2 separate regions of the Mus musculus genome follow, and region 2 is linked to region 1. The links are chromatin contacts, called in public Hi-C maps. All regions are on one chromosome and are shown on one strand. The core of a region is the stretch at or near the end of the contact, and the rest is flanking DNA. Distances in the headings are between cores, read along the strand shown. Region 1 holds the start of Tspan3 (tetraspanin 3). Region 2 overlaps Peak1 (pseudopodium-enriched atypical kinase 1).

Region 1 (5,424 bases), core at 1,017-3,516:
CTGGCTGCTCTCCCAGAGGATCTGGGTCCAATTCCCAGCACCTGCATAGCAGCTCACAACTGTCTGTCACTCCAGTTCATGGGGATTCTGACACCCTTAGACAAAGCACCCAAAGCACATATCAATCAATCAATCAATCAATCAATCAATCAATCTTTTTAAAACAATCCCAGCAAAGGGAAGCATATCTCTGTGAGGTCTGGGGCAGGTCTACATAGAGTGCAGGACATCGAGGGCTACATAGACTAACCCTTCCTCAAACAAAACAAAACAAAACAAAGCACACAGACATCTTCGAGACATGGCCTTGCTGACTTATTTCTCTGTGCTGACCTCCAGCAGCACACTAGGCTCTCTGGTGAGTTGTTTTTTCTTTTTTTTTTTCATAGAGCACAGCAACTGTGATCCTGCCCCAGGGCCTTTGCACTGGCCATGTCTATCTCTGGGCTGTTCTCCAAGTGATCGCTTGGTTTGTTCCTCACTTCATATGATCCTCCCCCAGAGGACTCTCCTTAGAGTGTACCCTCCTGGGGTACGGGACTATGTTCTGAGCCAAACTCCCCTATCTTTATCAGGTCAGCTGGGCCCCATTACAAAAGATCATCACAGCTGGGCTTGTTCACAGTTGACATTCTTTCAAAGAGGAGTGAGGCGGGCTCTGGGACCCTTACCTGAGCTGCCAGTCACTCTTCCCAACCCGTTGTATACAATTCTACCTTAATTGTGGCCTTGGAAAGGACTAGGGGAGGGGGTGCCATCTATTCAGTGGGGGTTGGGGGACATCATCCATGTTGGGCACAGACCTTTCAGAATGGCTGCTTTAAGGTCATCCATTCTCCTGTTCATAACTCCTCACCTTTTGCTCTCAAGTAAGTCTTATATTAGTGAGCATTGGTGTACCCAGGTTTGTCACTGGGACCTGGGGAGGAGGGGTGGATGTTATTTATATCTCTCCCTGAGAATGGATTTAGCTGCACCTGTCACTCAGTACAGTGTTCTAGGTCTGACCCAACCATCGCGTCTCATGTCTGCTTGCCTCTTTGCTCATGGTATATCTACCCTCTTCTACTGGAATGAAAACCCCACATGGGCAAGCATTGTCTTCTTCCTCATGGTGGAATGCCATCACCTAGAATAGGTGCAGAGTGAGGTCTTGGGAACATGAGTGGGTCTTTGATAACATGGACATTGCTTGATACAGATGAATAGGATGCTGAGGTGCTTGGGTATTTCTGTGAATGCCCAGGGAAGATGATGAACCAGGGAGGCTACAGGAAAAAGAGATGTTTGAGGACAGGTAAAGAGGTCCCGAGTAAGGGAGAGTGCAGGACAGTGGCAGAAGTACTGTGTGTGGCTGAGGTGGCTTCTGCATTAGATCACTCTTCTATGTGTGGCTGCAGGCAAGTTTGGCATCCTTTCTAACCCTTAATTACCCTACCAGTAAAATTAGTCTGACAGTCATCTGAAGCTGGGGGAGGGGTAGTGGCATGAATGAACTAATAGTTAAAAGAAGCTAATATGCATGCAGCCAGCAGAGCGGAGGTCACATTGCCACCAAAGCTGATGACCTGGGACCCACAGGGTGGAAGTAAAGAACTGACTCCCAAAGTTGTCTTCTGACCTTTACTTCTGTGCTGTGGGATGTTTGTGGGTGCACACGCACATGCTCACACAGACACACACACACAGACACACACTCCGTTTTTATTTTTAAGGTGCTAATTGCTACCATTCATTTAAGATTACAGGAAAGAGCGCACATGTCAACATGTATGAAGATGTATCTGTAATTGCAAATCTCAGTCCAAAGAATAGAGCTGAAAGGGTGGCTGCCTTGCCCAACCATCTCTGCTTTGCTAGTGCGCCAGTGTTTTCTCCTTTCCTGATGATTTTTTTTTATCAGAGCTAGCAGAGCTTCTGGCATACTAAATTCTTCATAATCGTGTGTTGATGTCCACCGTATTTCTTCCCAACTTATATGGGGTGCTGCTTAGGTATCATGCAGTCACGAAAATCCTCATGTGAGGTGGGTCTTTCTAGGGAAGAGTAGTTAACAGAACAGAATTCTGTGGTCTTCCAGTCATTTGGTCTTGTAAAAGTAACTCAATAAGACGGGGAACGTGTTTGTCCCACTAGAAATTCCCCAGAAGAGGATTCTACACTCAAGGACGGTCAGAGGCCAGAAGAAAAGGCGCGGAGGCGTCGGCTCCTTTAAGAGGCGAGGCCACCTCGTTCTCCGCGGCGCTGATTGGCAGAAGCGGCCGCAGACGCGGGACTTAGTTGCCTGGGAACGGCCTAGGGGGCCTGCGGCGGGCTGCACGCAGCTGCGAGGTGCTTGCTGGGGCGGCGCGGGGGTCTGCGGGAACGCGGCTCGGGCCCAGCAGTTCTCAGCAGAGCCGCCGGCGCCATTGCCTTCTCGCTCGGTGAGCGCCGCTCCGCTCGCCCAGCCGGGCCTCCGCCGGCCGCCGGCACCATGGGCCAATGCGGCATCACCTCCTCTAAGACCGTGCTGGTCTTCCTCAACCTCATCTTCTGGGTGAGCTGGCGGGGAGACCGGACAGGGGAGGCCTCTGTGCGGCGCGTGGGGACCAGGCGGGCGCGGGAGCCGGCCGAGGGGTCGCCCGGGCCCTGCGGCCTCGGAGCTCTTGGTGAGGTCCTTCCAGGGCCCAGCAGAGGCCAGGACGGTGCCGACCGGAGGTCCCGGGGGGCCTCCGGTCCGCTGGCACGGTGCCAGGGTTACGCGGGTCGCCGCGGCGTGAGCCTGCGGGTCGCTCTGTTCTCAGGGCTGAGTCTGTCGGGACGCCAGGCCCGAAATGGGATACTCCCCTGTGAGTCGGGTCCGCTGTCTTTGTCTGAGTCCTCGCAGAGCCAGCGGCTGTCCCCAGGTCATGTAGCAGCTACGTGGGGACGCCTGTCGAGTCCCGGGCCAGGAATTTCGGCTTAGAGCTCTTTGTATAGAGTTGGTTGGCTGGTAAGCAGCCCAGAAAACGGAAAGGATTCAGCGTGAAACAGCAGAGCATTTCTTTGATCAAGAAAATCGCTGTTGTGGGGATGGGTAGCCTGAGGTTATAAACCCTTTTAAATGTATCAGCTGCCAGGAGATTTTTAAAGCAACCAATTCACTTCTATAAAAGGTTGCTCTTTGGAGGGGCTCGGGAAACCTGGCCCCAGAGAAAGTGCTTATAACCGACCTGTCTTGAGTCAGGTCATTATCTCACCTGGGACTTTTTACTAACCTGTTGTTCTTTGGCCCTCTCCTCCGTCTTGAATCCTTCTGGACTTTGCACCAGGAAAAAAAACTATCAAAAATGTCGTCTATCACATCTTTTTTTGTTTCTTAAAAAAAAAAAAAAGAACAGCTTAATATTAGAACAGTTCAACCTTTTTACTTTGGTACTCTTACTTAAAGTCTGGTAGTGTACTGCAGTATGACCCACACACTACTGTTGGGTGTTTTCTGATAAATTATTAATTATGGGCACACTACTGGTGATTTGGGACCCAACTGACCCTCAGGTTCTCAGGCTGGGATCAAGTTTCCTTTTTCCCAGGTTTGTTATAAACATTTGCCATGGGCAGTTTTCCCTGTCCACAGTACTCAGGATAGTCTTTGAACAGTCCCACTGAGCATACTTTAGTATATCATCACCCACCCCCACCACTTCCCACTCAGCTCCTGTCTCGGAAAGTATGCACATCTATTCTGGAAAGACTTCCCATTCCTCTGGCCTCTAACAAAGAATGAAACCTTTCATGTCCCAATTGCTGGTAGCTTAAAAGGATGATCTGGATAACGAGGCACTTGTGATTATTTGTGCAGGAGACTTGTGATTGGCCTCAGACAGAGCTGTTTGAAATCACCTGTGTGACATTGGGATTCCTGAAATTTCATTTCCCATTTAGAACAGATGTTCCTCATACTTTAAATTACATGCCTGTTTAAAAGGAAAAGTACAATTTCAGAGATCCCAAGTGAAAAACATTTAGTAGCTAATGAGACCCTTAAGAGACAGATACTTTATTTATTTATTTATTTATTTAGGGACAGGGTCTTTCTATGTGGTGCTAGCTGCCCTAGAACTCACTCTGTAGACCAGACTGGTGTTCAACTCAGAGATCCATCTGCCTCCGCCTCTGCCTCTACTTGTGTGTGCCACCATGTCTGGCTTGAGGTAGATAATTTGTATCCATAATAGTTCCTTGTGGAGTTATGGCATTAACTATTTGGTTTTGAAGAATGTTTTTTAGGTGAACTCTAGGCCATTCACACTGAAAGCCTATCTGTGTTAATCTGAGAAAATCCTGGAAATACAGGAGTGGTTTTCTTTAAATAATCAAAAGATTATTATATAATGTATATATGTGTGTGTGTGTATATGTATATATGTGTGTGTGTATATATATATAATGTATATATATCAGTTAATTCTTAATTCTGAAAGATTGCTTCTGAATCTTTGGAAAATGTATAAATATATTCACTCTAGTGAAAGTTATGTTGTGAACTTCTTAGTTCTTGCTGAGGCCAACATTGTATTGTTCATATAGTATACCTTTTATTTGAGTTAGTAATAGTAAAACTTTTGTGAGTGTTGAGAAGGAAGTTAAGCAGAAAATGGGGGAAAATACAATACAGTATAAACAGAGACAGCAGTATTTTAGTGTCAGGGCCAGTGTTCAAACCCAGGTTGTCCCATTGCTAGAGCCTGTGGTGTTAGAGGAACTTGTGCCTTCACGAGACTTGGAAAGGGCATGAGACTTGGGGATGACAGTTGTTAGGCCACAGTAGAGGCTCTTTTCTCTAAAATGTACTACGTTCACAATAATGTTTAGAAATTGTACCCACACTTAAACTAGTTAGCTCACTTTGCTAAAGAGTTTAAGTCCAGGAGGAAGTGCATTGAATTGTTAACAGGTTCATCTTGAGAAGTTGGAATACATCCTTCATTGTATTGCGTGTGTTCTTAGAAGTAGCCCCTCCCTCCTTGTACACGGAGAAATGTGTAACTGGAAGGGCAGGGATCCTCTGTACAGACAGCTCATCAGGTTGGTCCAGTGTAGATCCCCTGGGTAGCTTGCTTAGACTGAATCTCACTGTTGGGACTGGCTGACCCTTGGTTAAGTGCTAAAGTTTAATTGCTTTGGCAGAGCCTTATATCTTGATATACTGGTATCAAGTGACCTGTGATATGGAAATACAGTCTTACCAGTACACAGGCTTTCAGTAATGTGATTGCCAAACCTGTTAATGTAGATTTAGTGTAGTTTGTACAGTGTATCTCTTAAAAGAGAGACCGTTGCTTTTTTTCTTCTGTGTGTGAGCATGCATTCAGCATCACATATGTACATTCCACAGCATGCATACACACATATGTACACACATATGTCCACAACATGCATATGTGTGGGTGAGAGGGTGGCTTA
Region 2 (5,424 bases), core at 1,009-3,508, 160 kb before region 1:
TCTGTTTCCATAGTTCCATAGTTAGATGCAAGCAATGTGGTCAGTTCAGTTTGACTTGTTTTTAACCTATTATAGGTAAAGATACTTTGACTTTCTTTTTTAGCAAAAGATTCTTGCTGGGCTGTGGAGGTCACACCCTTAGTCCCAGCACTGAGGAGGCAGAGGCCAGTGGGTCTCCGAGTTCAAGGCCAGCCAGGGCTACTCAGAGACACCCTGTCTTGAAAAACCAAAGTGTTGGGGTAGGGGTGGGGGTATAAAATGATTTTTACTTTTAGATAATGTAAGTAAGCCTTATAAAAGAATTCACAAATTAGGAAGTTACAGACATAATGCACAGAGGCCTGTTAGCACTATTCCCTTTATTAGTTACACCTTATTTGACTAATACAGTATTAAAGGCAAGAAACCAATATTGGTGCAAATGAGTATATAGTTCTGTGGCATTGCATCACACCTAGATTCCTGTAGCCAACATTGCATTCCTTTGCTATCATATTATCTTTTTATGTAGCAGTGCCCCTTGCCCTTGTCTGTAGGGGACACTGGGCGGGACCTCCAGTGCGAAGCTGAAAGCAAAGGCACTTGTCATACTGTAAATAAACCATCTTCTGTCCCTATTGCAGATCTTAGTAACTCAGCATGGAACACTTTTCTTTGTTAAATTGAAGACTTTCACCATTTCACTTGAAGTTCCCTTATGGCTTCTCTTTGGTGTTTCTGAAGTGTTAGCCTCATTATTGTTAATGAATTCTCTTTCATCCTTTGCTTCAGTACTGATTTCTTTTGTTCAGTCTAGCCACAGATTTCTTAGTGTTATTAATACTTGCTCAAAAAAAACCAAAACAAAACAAAACAGTCTTCAGTTTCATGGATTTTTCTCTGGTTTTCGGCTGGCTATTTTATTTATTTGTTTAGTTTTTGTTATTATCCACTTATTTTGATTTAATTTGCTTTCCCCCACCCCATAGAATCTTAGGCAATTGCTTTTAGTCTTTTACCTCCTTAATAAAAGTAGAAGAAACTATAAATGTGCTCAGAACATCTTAGGAGAAGTATCTCGCAGATTTTGTATTTAGATTTCCACTTTTATTTGACTCAAATTATTTTATATTTTCCTATGATTTTCTCATTTACTGTATAGATTATTTTAGAAGTATATTGTTTGATTTCTGAATGTTTGGGGCTTTGTAGAATCTCTCTCTTGCTGTTTTCTGACTTGATTTCATGTGGTTTCCGTTCCTTCGGTTTATACAGCCTTATTCTTGTTGAGGCAGCGGTGTGTTCTGAGAAACGCCTTGGTCATCCTAAAGGCGCTGCGCTGCTGTGGACCAGTGTTGAGTGATGCTCTGTGTTGAGCGATGCTCAGTGTTCAGTGATGCTCAGCTTTCTCAGATCTCCCTCCTGTGTGTTTGGAACACTTGTTCTTTTAGTTCATGGGAATCTGGTGTCTTCTGCAGTGCTGGCATCTGCCCATGGTTTCTGACAGCTTTTGCTTCACTCATTTTGTACCTCTGGCGTGCACACTTAGGATTTCCCCACTTTTTGAATAAATTCTCTTGTAGACTCTAAAATGCCCTTCAATCTCTGACAATAAGTCTTCTACTGTACTTTATATAAATGGGGCTGTTCCATATTAACATTAAAGGGTTTTTGTCTTTCTAATTTAAACCTGTTGCCTTATTTTTGTGTGTGTGTTGAGGGGGGTCAAGGGGAATAATATATGTTTGGATCTTAAACATTTTATGTCTTAATTATTTACTTGGAGATTTTGTTGTTGTTTTGTTTTGAGACATGATCTTGCTATGTAGCCCAGGCAAGCCCAAACTCAAAATTCTATGTCCCATTCCTCTTACATGGGTCACCATGACCCAGTTATAAAGTGGGCCCTATACATTGAAGATTTAGAGCAAGACATGTACAGCTGTGGTAGTAGAGCACTTGCTTAGCATGTACAAGGCTGTGGATTTAGTCCTAGCTCGATATGGAAGATAATTTATGTTTAATATATTAATAGGTTTTGTATTGAATCTGTCCCCTCACTAGTTTGTTCTCTGTTACTCATCCCTTCAAAGTAATCATGCTGTTAGATTCTGTTTAGTTTCTTTTCTTGGTTCATTTGGGCCACCATCAGTTTATTTTCGAGTCTATGTCCTTGGCTTTTGTTGTTTTAGTTCTTGCTCTATGAATGTAATACATCTCTTTTCTTAGAACGGCATCACATCGTGCCTCATAAGATGTGGTTTTTACAAGAGTGGTTTTTTTCCACTATGTCAGTTTTTGGTTTTTCTTTTGATTTTTGGTGTGTGTGTGTACACGTAACAAGTATGATACACTTGTTAAGATCGAAAAGCAAGTTTGTGAAGTAACTTTGTGGAGTCCTCTATCATGTGAGTCCTGGCCATCAAATCTTCAAGCTTGGTGGCAAGTGCCTTCACTCCCTAAGCCATCTCTCTAGCCTACCCTTAAATTTTTTTTCCTCCCCTCTTGCTCTCTGCACTTCCCTTTAGGTAAATTTTGTTGCTCTGTCTGTAAGTTCACCAATGCCTCTTTTCTTCAGAATATAAACTATTCTTTGTCTATTCCACGCAATTTCCTCTTAAATCTTAAATTTTTATTTGTCCATTTTGTTTTGAAAATCCTCAAATTCACTTACACTCACCGTGTTCCTGTTTTCATTCATATCCTGGACCATTCGAAGAATAGAATTAAAGAATCACTTTATATGTTTGTTGCCTGCTAATTGTCTCATTTCTTAGTGTCTCTAGATGGATATTTTCCTGGTTATGAATTACAGTTTTACTGCCTCTTAAAATATCCAGTAGTTTCATTAAATGACAGATAGCTGTGAATTTTCTATTCCTATTAAATTTTGTTTCTTTAAAGAACATTGGACTTTCCCTAAAAGACAACTTGCTAATTGCATACTAATTTGTTGCCTTCTAGCCTAAGCTCAGATGACTTCCATACAAGTTCAGAGTAGTCCCCCCCCCCCTCCCCCAAGGCTGTGATGTGTCTGTGATGTGGCCCATCTGTGGTCCTCCTGGTTGGTTTGTATATTCAGTAAGGTTTTTCCCTTCATGCTAGAGAGAATTTGTTAATTTTCTGCTCAGTGTCAGCTTTGAGAATCATTTATGTTTTTATTCCTTGTTAACTTTATTTCCTCGGACTTTCATCCTTTCGGGAAATGCTACCGTTGCATACAAGTGTTCGTATAGCTGACACTCAGGAACCCGGTCCCGATTCTAGGAAACCCGTTCGCCCTCTCAGCAGCTCTGCTGTGTGATCTTCAGCCACACCGGTCTCCTCCAGTGTTCTGCTCAAGTTGACAGGATTGCAAGGCTCTGTTTGGTTCTTACTGCGTTGCAGTGGAAACCGCTTTTTGCCGGAGAGGGAAGCTCTTTCTTCCTTCTCTGTAGTCCTGGTCCCCACGCCTGAGTCTGAAATGGTCTTTTCCTGTTTTCTTTACCATGTGGTTCTTGTTTGCAGTGGGAGGATCATTCCAGACGTGTTTACTCCCTCGTGGTCAAAAGCAGATGTGGAATCATTCTAGAACGAGTTATAACACCTTTGCAAAATTCCAAAACTCTCAGATTCCAAAGCTATTTTTAATCACTATTGTTATGAATAATCTTGTTTCTACTGTGGAAATGTTATTTACATTTCAACTCAAAAAGCCCATTACAACTTTAAATCAGAACTGGTCAGAAGACAATGATGTGTCATACCTAACAAATTTTATAACTCAACAAAAAAGGGTTTTTTTTTTTTTTTAGTATAAAACTGACTTCATATTATTGGATAATAACTGTAAATATAAAAATACTATTTAACGTTTCCTTACAAGTATAAAGGAATAAAGTAGCAGTGGGTAATGACCTAAAATAAACTATTTGACCTAGAGTTTATTTAATTTTTTTTCACATAATATATTTTGATCATGTTTCTCCCTCCTCCCATACTCTGCCCAGCTCCCTACCCACCCAAACCTATCTTCTCGTCATCTCTGTCTCTTACTCTCACTCTATCCAAAGAACAAAAAGAAATAAAACAAACAAAAAAAGCCTACCGAGAAACGCCCATTAAGGCCGTTAGCATTTTAAACCGTATTTCCTCTTACATTGGAGGATAGTGATACTGAACTGAACTTAGATTGTGTCAGGAGTTGGAAAACATTAATTATAAAGGGAGACTTTGCAGGCAGTCAGCTTACTATGCTCTGGTCGCTACTTACCCATGCCCTTATATAGTTCAAAAGCAACCGGAGATGATACATAAACAAAAGAACTGGAAACCTTATTTTTAGATAATGAACTTTAAATCTCATATAATTTTTATGCTCAAAATACTCTCCTTTTGATTTTTTCAATTGTTTTAAAATATAAAAACTATTTTTAGCTTGTAGACTATAAATAAGCAGGTGACAAGTTTGGCTTGGCTCCTAGCTCATGGCTTTGACTATGCCTGCTCTGTCTAACTATATTTTCCAGTGAGATGTTGGATTCCCAGGAGATTGATGCGTTGTACTTCAGTTGTGATATTTTTACTTAAAACTATCCCCTATTATTAAGTTTAATAATAAAGCAAACATGTTTGGGCCTATAGGACTTTTGAGAGAGACTGTAGTACAGAGGTTATGTTAGGAGCTGGACACGATGGCATGTGTCTGTATTCTCAGTTACTCAGGCTGAGCTGTGGAGTTTGATATCAACCTGAGCAGCATAGTGAGTCACTCAGTGTCTGTCTGTCCCTCTTTCTCCCTGTCTCTTGTCCCTCTCAATAGCTGTCTTTTGCCACTTTGTGGGGTCTTCTTTCTTCCACTATTCTCCACCCTTTCAATTCCTAACACTAGGTTGGAGAGAAAGAGATTCTTAAATCTAATTTCTTTCTTTTTGTTTCTTCTTCGACCATGACTACTACCAAACAGCAACCAACCCTCCCAAATGACCAACTTTGACCAGCCCTGCTTCTCTGGGGCCCTGGCCTTTATATACCTTATGAAAAATCCCCAGAATTCCAAATGCCACATATTGCAGAAGCTATCTGCAATTATTTGCAATATTAATGTTGCAAAACCATGCCTCTGTTAGAGCACAAGACAGTTCATAGTCAGCTGCTAGGGACACTGAAGCAGCACATCCCACACCTGGGATTACAGTGTAAACCTATTATAATAGTTCTGTCTTTTTTTAAAGAAACCAAAATTCTGTCTTTGTCTCTCTGTCTGTCTCTATCTCCCTGACACATACTCCCTCTTTCATATACACGCATGTATGCACGCATGGTGGCAGAGGCATCTGGCATCCTCTGTTAGGAAGAAAAGAGAGGCAAATTCTGTTGTTCAATTCACTTTTGGTCCCAGTCCTTAAATTGATGGCACAGTTATTTAGAGTAGGTCTTCCCAGCACAGTTAACCCAGTCTAGAAA

Evidence for each region. A called contact is a pair of places that touch in the nucleus more often than the background predicts.
Region 2: a contact with region 1 is called in a Hi-C map of CD4 T cells, with 2.3 times the contacts expected there. The contact joins the enhancer-like site here to the promoter of Tspan3 in region 1. A contact is called at or near these places in 1 of 39 promoter capture datasets (hippocampal neurons), 1 of 484 Hi-C or Micro-C datasets (CD4 T cells), 1 of 115 datasets of contacts at active chromatin or transcription factors (embryonic stem cells) and 1 of 9 other capture datasets (macrophages).

What each region holds. Positions count from the first base shown.
Region 1 is chr9:56,157,912-56,163,335 of GRCm38.p6, reverse strand. Tspan3 (tetraspanin 3) reads left to right here and starts at 2,266. Exons shown (of 7, transcript NM_019793.3): 1 at 2,266-2,536. The coding sequence starts at 2,474.
Region 2 is chr9:56,322,750-56,328,173 of GRCm38.p6, reverse strand. All of the region lies in intron 2 of Peak1 (pseudopodium-enriched atypical kinase 1), which reads left to right. Peak1os (a long non-coding RNA gene) reads right to left here. Exons shown (of 6, transcript XR_003948326.1): 6 at 3,032-3,546. Among named protein-coding and RNA genes, the nearest start is that of Peak1os, 84 kb to the right of the region's middle. Within about 2 kb of position 2,258, at least 60 of the 459 cell types and tissues checked have an H3K27ac peak or open chromatin away from gene starts, as enhancers often do.